2 separate regions of the Mus musculus genome follow, and region 2 is linked to region 1. The links are chromatin contacts, called in public HiChIP or PLAC-seq maps. All regions are on one chromosome and are shown on one strand. The core of a region is the stretch at or near the end of the contact, and the rest is flanking DNA. Distances in the headings are between cores, read along the strand shown. Region 1 overlaps Nxn (nucleoredoxin). Region 2 overlaps Abr (active BCR-related gene).

Region 1 (5,382 bases), core at 1,471-3,970:
CTCCTGAGGAAACTGAGGCTCTGAAAGATGATGTGACAGATGCAAAGATCACCCACTTAATGTACCACAGGGTCAAAGTCTGGGCAGACCCAGGCCAGACCATTTTACTGTTCCACACCACCCTCCCACAAACTGGGCTCGGACTAAAGATCTCACTGACGAGGACCAAATCACCCATGTATGCAGTTCTGGTAACTCCCTACACCCCTCTTACAGTGGAGGTGGGCACGTGTAGGAGGTTTATTTAGCATGCAGAGCCCTGGCATAGTCAATTAAGCCCGTCTTCTCTTTGTCTCCTTTGCTTGTTTCTCTGGCAGGCGGCACCATCAGCTTTATGGGGTATGTGTGCATATGGTCTAAGCCCCACAGAGTCCTATTATATACTCAGAAGACTAGAAGACTAGGACAGGAACAGGAAGATCTCAAACTCAAAGCTAGCCTGGGTTACATAGAGAGTTCTTGATCAGCTTGGATGTGACCCTGACCCCACCCCCACCCCCGCCTCCAAATCCTGTGTTGTAATTGCATGGTGGGAGGCTGCTGCATTCTCATAAGCTAGTGATGGATCTGACCATCTTGACCCAACCCACGCGCTACTTTGTTCTCTGTGCTGACTCCAGTAAAAGGAGGGATGAGAAGGGGGCAGGGCATTATTAGAGAAAGGGAGAAGAGCCCCGATCACACTGGCATTCGAAGCAGATCATTTATGTGTTAAAGAGCCTGACTTGATTGCTTAGTCAGGTCCCCGGTCTAACTGACCTCCATCCCCACATTCCATTCCCCCATCAGTCAGTTCACGCAGCTTTCACGGAATACGCGACACACTGAGCACTGCCCTTGGCCAGCAGCTCCACCTCAATCTAGATCACATCCTGGAAGTCGAGCAAGGGGATCAAACGTCTGGGGTGACCTCTGGGACTAGAACAAAGCCTCCAGGAGCAGCTGGAAGGTGGGGGTGGAGCTGGCGTGACAACACTGAGACTGGTCTATTGCACATCCGCTCACCTGGGTCAGGCCTTAGTCTAAGCACTGGGAGCAACTCATCTTTTCTTCACCAGTCCATGACTGTAGGACCTGTTACCCCATTTTACAGATGGAGGAGCTCAGGAAAAGGTTAGCTCTCTCTTGCTTGAGGTCACTGAGTGGCTGACACAGGCAGTCTAGCCCGAGATCCTGTAAGGTATGTTGGGAGGTGGGGGAAGGGGAGTTTTACCTCTGGCTCTCTGCAACGGTGTGGGCTGTGTTAGTTTAGGAAGGTGGGACCCACTCAAGGGTGTGTTTTTGAGCGCCTCGCACAGAAAAGGTGGTTTGTAACTATAGTCAGCACTGGGTGGAAGGGCAGGGGGCGTTTGGCTGAGAAGGCTCTGGCTGACCTGACCACGTAGTTTGCTGATTCATCCTACATCTGGGTCAGCTTTGGCTTCATCCCACAGATTTGCAGCAGCTGTTGAGAAATAAAAGCTTAGCCCCTTTGTCAATCGCAGGCAGGGGCAGTTCTTAGCCTGGGAGTAGCTCTGGGGGGGGGGGGGGGTCACACTCAGGAGCTGAGCTTTCTCAGAAATCACCACATTGTGTTTCCCAGCATCGTCTGTGGTGCTGGCTGATGGAGTGAGTGGTTTAGATAGTCTCTGCTGTCTGCATCCGTATAGCTCACAAGTTCCAGGCCTGCCCCCTGTGATAGCGTTGCCTCATGGCTCACTATCAGAGGTTTTCTGGCCAACATCTCTGGGTTGATAGTTCCAACCGCAACCATGGAATCAGAACCTGCCATCAGGCCCATGGCAGGAATTTTCTAGAAACCGGATAGCCTGTTTAGTCATCCCTTGTGATTTCTGCCAAGTTGAGCTAATGTTGCCTCTTTGTTTCTTTCCTAATTTGCCTTGCTTCTAACTTTGTCAAACCATCAATATTTGTTTATTTGTGGGTGGGTAAAGATCAAGTCTACAGGTGGTGTATATATTCGTGAGAGGAGAGGGGTTGCATGGGCCCCTATATGACTACTCATGCACACATATGTGTGTGTACATGTATGTGCATGCATGCATGCAGGCAGGTGGGTAGGTATGTAGGTAGAACAGAAAAGGACATAAGATGTCCTGCTGTTTTTTGGTTTTTGTTTTGTTTTGTTTTGACTATGCTGGCCATTGAGACCCAGTGATCCTCTGTGGCCCCGCCATGTTGAAACTATAGCTGCATCTACTCCAGCTGGTGCTGGGGGAATCCCATCACAGTAAGCACTGTTTACCTAGTGAGCCTCTCCCCAGTCCTAATCATTCATATTTTAACATTTAGATCTCTGAGTGTTAGGGGTCTGCTGTGACACTCTATTGCAGTCACCTGGCCTTTAGGAAGCTGGAAGACAGAGGTCCTGTGAGTGACAGGTGCTGACAGAATTAACCTTGGGTGGCTCTTTGCCAGGATGGTCACTGGAGAGAGGGCAGATGTGGGCATGAAAGACCTTTGCACTTTCCAACCGCAGCAGTGGCTGTGTATGTGACCCTTTTTAAAAATGCATAGGCTGCACTGGGATGTAGTTCAGGGGCACTGGTGCCTGGCACATCAAAGCCCAGGTTTGACCCCAGCAGCACCTTACAAGATTAAAACGCTAACTTTTGCCATTGACCATTTCAAGAAAAATCTCCCGAATCCAGTGGACTATGAGCTCTCACCCTCCATCCAGGCTTGGGGTTCAAAGGCAGCTGGATGGGAAGGGCCTGACTCAGCAGCACCTCCCTCCCACGCCCGCCTGAGGCTGGCTGTGCTGAGTTTCCGAGCTTTTAGTCATTCAGCCAGAGGCAGGAAACCAAGGAGGAATTCCTTCCAGAGTCAGATGTGGTGTCAGGGTTCTCTTAGCAAAACCCACAGAGGCAAAAGCAGAAAAGCATTACAGCAGGGTGTGAGGACACACGCCACAGGCCTGTAGTCCCAGCTTATAATACCACTGTTTAAAAAAATATATATATATGTATGTATGTGTATATGTGTATATATATGAGTTTTAAAAACATTGTGTGCAAATATATATACATACGTATATACATATATACATACATACACACACACACACACACACACACATATACACACACACACACACACACACAATCAGAAGATCCGAAAGTAAGGGTAAGGAGTTACGAGGCAACCGCAAACAGGCGACATAAAACAGGGCTTCCAAATGTCTAGTGTTGCATAAGATGCCTATAACAAAGTAACTGCGTCCAGAAGGAACCCCCTTCCGTAAGTCATCTCATTTACAGCTTGCTAACTGTGAAGCTGATTGATTAACTGTAAAACAAAGCTGACACGGAAAGGGTCTTTGAAGCGGGCGCTGACAAGACAAGGGGATGTAATCATAAACGGGGTCCCAGCATTAGTGAAGCGTCCCGCGTGGACGTGGCTTTGAAAACCCAAGTGTTTCCACATGTGATGCCTTCCTTGGGCCGAAACACCCTGCAGTGGGTATTATGTGCTCCGAGTGACCTGTCCACGGAAGTCTAGTCAGGTTCAGGGCCAAGATGACAGCCCGGCCACTTGGTGACCTGTTTTCTTTCCATGCTGATGTGTTTCTTCCCAGATGAATCTCTTAGATGATGATGGCATGCTAATGATTAGATGTGGGGGTTGGGGTTCAGTGGTAGAGAGCGCTCGCCTGGAATACATGGGGTCTTCAGTTCAGTCCTCAGTACCCCCAGCCCTGAAATCTCACTGTAATACTGAGAAGAATAAGAGCTCACTTTGGGGGCGGGGTGGATTTGGAGACAGGGTCTCTCTATGTAGCCCTGGCTGTCCTAGAACTCTGTGTAGACAAAGGCTGGACTCTAACTCACAGATCCACCTGCTTCTACATCCTGAATGTAGAAGATGTGCACCACTACTGCTGCTGGGGGTGCCTTTTTAAAAGTGCACTTAGCTCACAGCACTGAGTTATCTAGACATTACCACCACCACTAACACGAAGGATGATCTGGTCACTGTAGACATTCATCAACCTGGAAAGGACTCTGGATGCTGGCACCAGGACCTTGGCCCACCCTTCCTGTGCTGTGTCTTAGGTTCTAGGCCGATGTTGGACATTTTGAACGACAGACAGAGAGGTGGTAGGTGTCACAGCTTTTCCTTTTGAGTCAAAGTCAAGATTGGTATACCATGAACTCTTGGGACAAAGGGTCTTTATCTGGGACCCACGCATACTGTAGTCCTGCAGAGCCCACTAGTGGGCCTCAGGGTTCATGAGCTCCATTACACACAGACTTTCTGTATATGTACATTTCTGTGGCAGGAATGCCTCTGTATCCCTCAAATGGTTAAGAGGCCTGTTTTCAGGGGCCTCTGGGAGACTTCGCAGGCTTTAAGGCCGAGTGAGTCATTCTTGAAGCACTTCACATAGCCATTCTGTGTGATAGAGGCTCTCGGCACAGGCAAAGACGGCCGCTTCAATCTGAAGGCCACCTTTCTGGTTCAGGTAACAAGATCTGACTCAGGTATAGGGGCAAGGCACTGGAGAGGTGGCACATTGGTTAAGAGGGTATCCTCTCTTCAGAGGACCTGGGTGTGGCTCCCAGCACCCACATCAGGAGACCTAACCAACTGTACTCCAGCTCTAGGGCATCTGACGCCCTCTTTAGGCCTCTATGGGCCTGCACACAGTATCGTACACTCACACAGTTGTGCATATATGCATGAAAAAAGTTTTTAAAGAGGAGAACAGCTAGAGAGATGGCTCACAGTTAAGAGCACTGACTGCTCTTCTAGAGAACCTGGGTTTGATTCCCAGCACCCACACAGCAACACACACTATTCTGGAACTTCAGTTCCCAGGGAGCTGACACCCTCTTCTGGCCTCCAAGGGGAATTGGGCATACATGCGGTGTACAGACATGCATGCAAGAAAAACACCCGTACACATAAAAGTAAATAAAAACTTTAAAATTAAAAAAAGAAAAGGTCAGAATGTCTGTGTCTGGGTCTTCCTCACTGTTTCCAAGCTGAGGACTCTGATCTCCAGCCTGAGAAATGTGCAAGCCACAGACAGAGCTCACTGATGAATAAGTTCCTAAGAAATCATTGTCATGAAATTAGACCATGATGTGTTAGTCTATAAAAGGACCAGCTTTTCAGTGTCCCTTATAAGCACAGAAGCAACAACCGTTTCCTCCTAAGCCAGTAGGCCTGTCCTAGGAAACAAAGATCCAGCAATCAATGGAAACACTAGCTATGACCTGCTATCCTCCTGAGACCCAAGGAGGAAGGGGCGAGCATTTAGAGCCCAGGTTGCCTGGACCCTGATATTGTCACTTTCTTTTGGCTGTCATTGTTAGTTATTTATTTTTTGTTTTTAAACCCACCCCTCAAAAAAATACTATGGGGTTGGGATAGGGA
Region 2 (5,382 bases), core at 1,269-3,768, 140 kb before region 1:
GTGCCAGCCACCTCCCACCTCCCAGCCCCTGCCCTCTGCCCATGCCAGCAGCTTAATCAGTCAGTACCACAGGCAGCCTGTTTGGAGGCCAGGAATAGCTCCCAGGATACTTTAGAAATAAGCAGTCCAACATGGAAATGGTGGACAGTCTGCGGGGAGGGGGGTGGGGAGCTAGAGTGTCTGTTTTCTGCAGTAAACAAGAAGTGACAGTGACTGTGGACCCATGTTTGGGCTTGGCAGCAGTAAACTGGAGTCAGAGAGTGGCCAGCTGGGAAAGGCCCACACCCTTTTAGGTCACCCTGCCCCTTTGAGCGCTTTGTTCCCAGGTCCTGACCTACCCTGGTCGTGCTGCTTAGCCTCCGTGTGAGCATTTTTTTGTTTGTTTGTTGTGAGCATTTTTATTTATTGCATTGCCAGGGCTTGGACCTGGGGTCTCTGAGTTGTTACAGAAGTGCTTTGCCACTGAGCTACCCCCTACTCAAGCACTTCAACCCAATGGGGTGTTCGTTCTCCCACCTTTGCTGTACCTCAGCAAGCAGGCTCTAAGGAACGGGATAGCCTCTTCCCCGGGCCTTCCTTGCCTTGACTCCTGACCCCAAGGGGCTAAAGCTGACCAAGATTGAGATATGCTGTGGAGGAGCTAGAGGGCGCAGCCAGTGTGAGAAGCTCCCTCCATCTCCTCTGCACCCGTGTCCTGCAGGCGGGAGCGCTCCAAGGTGCCCTACATCGTCCGGCAATGCATAGAAGAGGTGGAGAAGAGGGGCATTGAGGAGGTTGGCATCTACAGGATATCAGGGGTGGCCACGGACATCCAGGCCCTGAAGGCTGTCTTTGATGCCAGTGAGTAGAGAGGCCCAGCGGGTATGGGTGGTACCTGAGCAGCTGGTGGAGAGGGAGAAGCCTTGGCCAGTGCCCTGTAATTTGTTGTGGCACGAAGGAGGCTGTTTCTGAGTCCCCTGACAAGTTACATGTCCTGGGTCTTGTCACTTAGGTCTCCCTCATGTTTCTTAACCACTGCTACAATGAGGATGGCATTCAGAGAGGTCAGGTCACTCGTTCTGGGTTACCCAACTTGCACGTTTCTGTTCCTGAACTTAAATTGAGACCTTTTGACTCCATAGTATACATTGCTGGCTCAGACTTCTTCCTCCCTGCTGTCTTCGGGCCCTGTTACCATGTGGCAGGTCTCTTCTGTGGCGGGTCCTGGCCCTCAGTTTCCCCTCTTCTATCAGGCTGGGTCGGGCTAAGGCACTGGTATTATATCCAGCGTTCAGGATGCTTGAGCTAGGCAGGCAGCCATGATGAGTCCACGTAGGGTGAGGGTAGGCTAGGGGCTGGGAACATGATGATATATGGCTCCCTAGACCACGTAATTAGGTGTGTGCTATGTGGGGTGGGTATCACTCTGGTACTCTGAGCAACTCATTATGTCCCTCCTTTCTTCTGAGAAGTCACAGCAGATAGACTCTAACCTGTCCCTTGATGCCCTTGCCCACAGATAGCATCTGCATTGACATATGGTAGAGCTTGTGGGCACCATGTATACCCTACCTTCCTAAGGGGAGGCAGTAAAGGAGTGCAGTGCGTAGAGGTTCGAGGGACAGATATGAGGGACGGAAACAGTACTTAGGGCTGCCCCTGAGATGTCTCGGAGGTGAGTGTAGCCTCTGACCTTGCCCCCTCCTGTACAGATAACAAGGACATCCTACTGATGCTGAGCGACATGGACATCAACGCCATCGCTGGGACCCTCAAGCTATACTTTCGGGAGCTGCCTGAGCCCCTCCTTACAGATAGACTTTATCCAGCCTTCATGGAGGGCATTGGTGAGGCTTCTGCAGTCTTGAGGGTTGGTTGGGCTGAGTCTCCTAGACTGGTAACATGAAAAGCAGGAGGAAATGCCCCAGGCATTCCTGCCAGTGGCTTGTCCAGAGCAGTCTTGTTCTTGTGACTGAAGGACCTGAGAATGAAGTGCAGCCTGCTGAGGCTGGGCCCTTTTACCTGTCCCGCTGTCCATGTGTCCCTTTTGTGACTCCCCCTTACACACTGATCCTGGAGACACAGGCATTTATGGAAGAAGGCCCTGAGCTGGCAGGGCCTAGAGCTAGGGAAGAAGCTGGTTAAAGCTGTAGTTTACTGGGGACAGCTGTTCTGAGCCCCACGGAGTGGCTCTCCTCATTGCCTAGGTACTTGCCAGTGGAGCTCCTGTGACCACCTACAAGGGCCACTTCCAGGCCTGGCACAGTGCTCCCTTCTTCTCCTGAGGCAGATAAGACTTGAGACCCTGTAGAGAATGTGAAGCCTAGGGGAGGCTGTTCAGTATAGGCCAGCTTCAGAGCTGTTTGACAGAGAACATCCCCACCCCTAGTAATAACTTGTGACTAGTGGATTAAACTAGCATGGAGTTTGGGTTGGGTGAACCGGGGTAATGGTCAGTGAGAAGGGAAGGGAGAGGCTGCTCCCTCAGCCTACCTTCTAGCCACGTTATGAGTCATGGTTGGGCATCCTAGGGAAACCCACTGTTGACAGGCCACACACAGGTCAGGCCTTCTCTCTGTGGTCCAGGCTTCTGGCCTTCCAGGCAGGCCCTGCCCTAGCCCTTTCTCCTCCTGCAGCCCTGTCAGACCCTGCTGCCAAGGAGAACTGCATGATGCACCTACTCCGCTCCCTGCCTGACCCCAACCTCATCACCTTCCTTTTCCTGCTGGAACACTTGAAAAGGTAAGGAGGAGAGGCAGGGCCCAGCCCAGAGCAGCTTCCTGTCCTGTCCCACCAGACCGATCGTCTCAGCTCCACCTCCTGGGTCCTGGCCTGTGCTAGGCCACCCGCAGCAGGCTGAGCGCTTGTTTCTCCCTGTCCTGAGCTCACAATTGGTTGTTGGGAAACTGGCTCCTAATTGCAGTATAAAATAATTGGCCATGGTACCATAGCACATGCCTGTGGTCAAGATGCTGAAGCAGGGGGATTGCTTGAACAATCAAGAACTAGCTTGGGAAACATAAGGAGACTCTCGTAGAATGGTGGGGTGAACCAAAGGGCCTCAGGTGGGTTTAATCTGTGGGCCCCAAAAGCAGCCATTTATTTAGTTAGTACAACTTTTTGTTCTGTTTACATTTATTTATTGTGTGCATGCGTGTATGCATGTGTGGTTCGCATGTGGAGATTGTAGAAGTCGACTCTATTATGTAGCTTCTGAGGGCTGGACTCAGGGTGTCAGAATTGGCAGTAAGGGCCTTTAGCCACTGAGCCGTCCTGCTAGCCCAGTGCAGCATTTTTTAAGTGAAATAGAAAGGGTAGCAGAAGGGTGAGCTCCAGGCAAAAAGATTGCTTTATTCCATTACCTGTCCATGTGTCCTGGGTTGTTACATCATCTGATGTGTTCATTATGAGTCAGTTAAGAATTTGAAGCCTACTGGTCTTGGCCCATACATTATGAAACAGGGAAACTGAGACCCTAAGCCCAGCAGGGACTTGCTTGGCTTAGCTGTAAAATTGTACTTAATGCCCACAAGTCCTAAACTAAGGCCCTTCTCACCTTCCCTTGCCCCTCCTATGGTCAGGGCAAACCAGAGCTGTTAAGCTGACATCACTATTTAGTACTGAACTTAGTACCAGCCTGTCCTCATCACTTACTTTTTAGCCCAGGACTAATTACAGACACCAGTTGGAAGGAGGTCACTTGGTATTCCTTAAATCCACTTGCTACCATGGGCCAGCGCCTCTGAGCTCATCCCCTCATCTGGGTGCTGGCTGTGGTTCAGGCAGGCCAGGCTCTGGAGGGCGCCAGTGGGGACCTAGTCACAGCTGGCGCTGGAGTCTTGTTTTTCTCATCTTGAGACAATGTCCCTCCCTCTGGTTTGGCCAGGACCAAAGTCCCAACCAACTAGTTTGGTGAACATTGTGAGAGGACATGCTGAGGAGGAATGGGAAGGGAAAAAATGCATTAGGTTTTCCATCCTGGGAACTGGGCCCGTGTGTGTGTGTGTGTGTGTGTGTGTGTGTGTGTGTGTGTGTGTGTGTGTGTACACGAGGTAGAGGCTAGCCAGCTGCACAGCTGTCTGCTGGCACTACATTTGCCTGTTTCCAAAGTAGTCAGCAGGCACATTTGTGACTCTCCTGGTGGGAGAATAGGATGAGAGGCCCTATCCAGGGTTTGTGTGTATGGAGACTCCAGAAACATTTCCTAGTATGGAGTCGGGGGAGGTCCAAAATTTCTTGGTGTGTTTGGTGATACTGAGCCTTCCTCGACAGTAGCCAGAGATGGTAGTTCCCACTTTCACTCAGGGGACAGATCAACCTAGTCTATTACATAATAGAAGGGGAGATCTGGAAAGAGTCAGAGCAGGCCCATGAGCAGGCTCTTCAGAGACAATGGGGAATTCAGCCTCCAGACTTGCCTGTGGTGTAGACTGTTCCTGCTACAACACAGCCTGGATAACTGTAGGCTCAGCTAGCAGCTGCCTCTGGGCAGCAGGTCCTCTCTGCTCTGCCCTCTCCACTGCTGACTTCCCATAAGTGTACTACTGTTGGGCTCTGGAGTGGCTCCTGGGGAGACTACTCATCGCTCAGAAACCAGCTCTAGCACCTATTAGCTGTGTGACTGTAGGGACATCACTAAACCTCTTATTTGGTTCCCTCACCTCTGTAGAGGGGATGACGACAACATACAGGATTACAGGAAGAGTCCTTAGAGCTGTCTCCATCTTATCTAAGTCAAGAGGGATGCCATTGGGTAGTGGTTAGTCCTTAGGCTTGGCAATTTTCCATCAGCATGGCACATAGCTTAGGAGCTAGTAGGGGTATGTTACAGCAGTTTACTAGGACGTAGCTGGGACCTCAGTCCCTTCGCCTAATGTCTTTCCCACCTATTGGAAGGGAGGTTAGGTGTCTGCCGCTTTGGTGTCTTTGAGGGAGCTTCTACAAGTACCTTTAGCTTCTTGGGGCTCCTGTGGCCGCTGAGGAGTGACTCTGTTCGCCTTCCTTTCTCTCAGGGTTGCTGAGAAGGAGCCCATCAACAAGATGTCACTTCACAACCTTGCCACGGTGTTTGGCCCCACGTTACTGAGACCATCAGAAGTGGAGAGCAAAGCACATCTCACATCAGCTGCAGACATCTGGTCCCATGATGTCATGGCCCAGGTACTACCAGCACTGTGTAGGAGGCCCCACCTCCCCTGCTAGGCAGCTGAATTAATGGTATATAGGGTGCCCAAGCACTTGGCTGCAGAGCACCCTTCCTGCTCAAGGCAAGACAACAATGTATGAGTCTACACATGGTTGAAGAATGTCTGTCCCAGGTGCTAGCTGCTTTCCTGAGGGCTTCAGTCTCAGAAGAGGGACAGAAGACTGAGAGCTGGGGATTGACCTCGTGAATGAAAGCCC

The links. HiChIP or PLAC-seq counts read pairs in DNA pulled down with a chosen protein or histone mark.
Region 2: a contact with region 1 is called in an HNF4G HiChIP or PLAC-seq map of pancreatic cancer cells. The contact joins two enhancer-like sites. A contact is called at or near these places in 2 of 115 datasets of contacts at active chromatin or transcription factors (embryonic stem cells and pancreatic cancer cells) and 3 of 9 other capture datasets (adipose tissue, liver and pancreatic islet).

The regions. Positions count from the first base shown.
Region 1 is chr11:76,283,004-76,288,385 of GRCm38.p6, reverse strand. All of the region lies in intron 1 of Nxn (nucleoredoxin), which reads left to right. Among named protein-coding and RNA genes, the nearest start is that of Mrm3, 42 kb to the right of the region's middle. Within about 2 kb of position 2,720, at least 81 of the 459 cell types and tissues checked have an H3K27ac peak or open chromatin away from gene starts, as enhancers often do. A contact at or near this core is called in pancreatic cancer cells, where this site is marked.
Region 2 is chr11:76,419,492-76,424,873 of GRCm38.p6, reverse strand. Abr (active BCR-related gene) reads left to right here. Exons shown (of 23, transcript NM_198895.2): 19 at 701-840; 20 at 1,692-1,826; 21 at 2,616-2,721; 22 at 4,992-5,139. Among named protein-coding and RNA genes, the nearest start is that of Timm22, 15 kb to the right of the region's middle. Within about 2 kb of position 2,518, at least 14 of the 459 cell types and tissues checked have an H3K27ac peak or open chromatin away from gene starts, as enhancers often do. A contact at or near this core is called in pancreatic cancer cells, where this site is marked.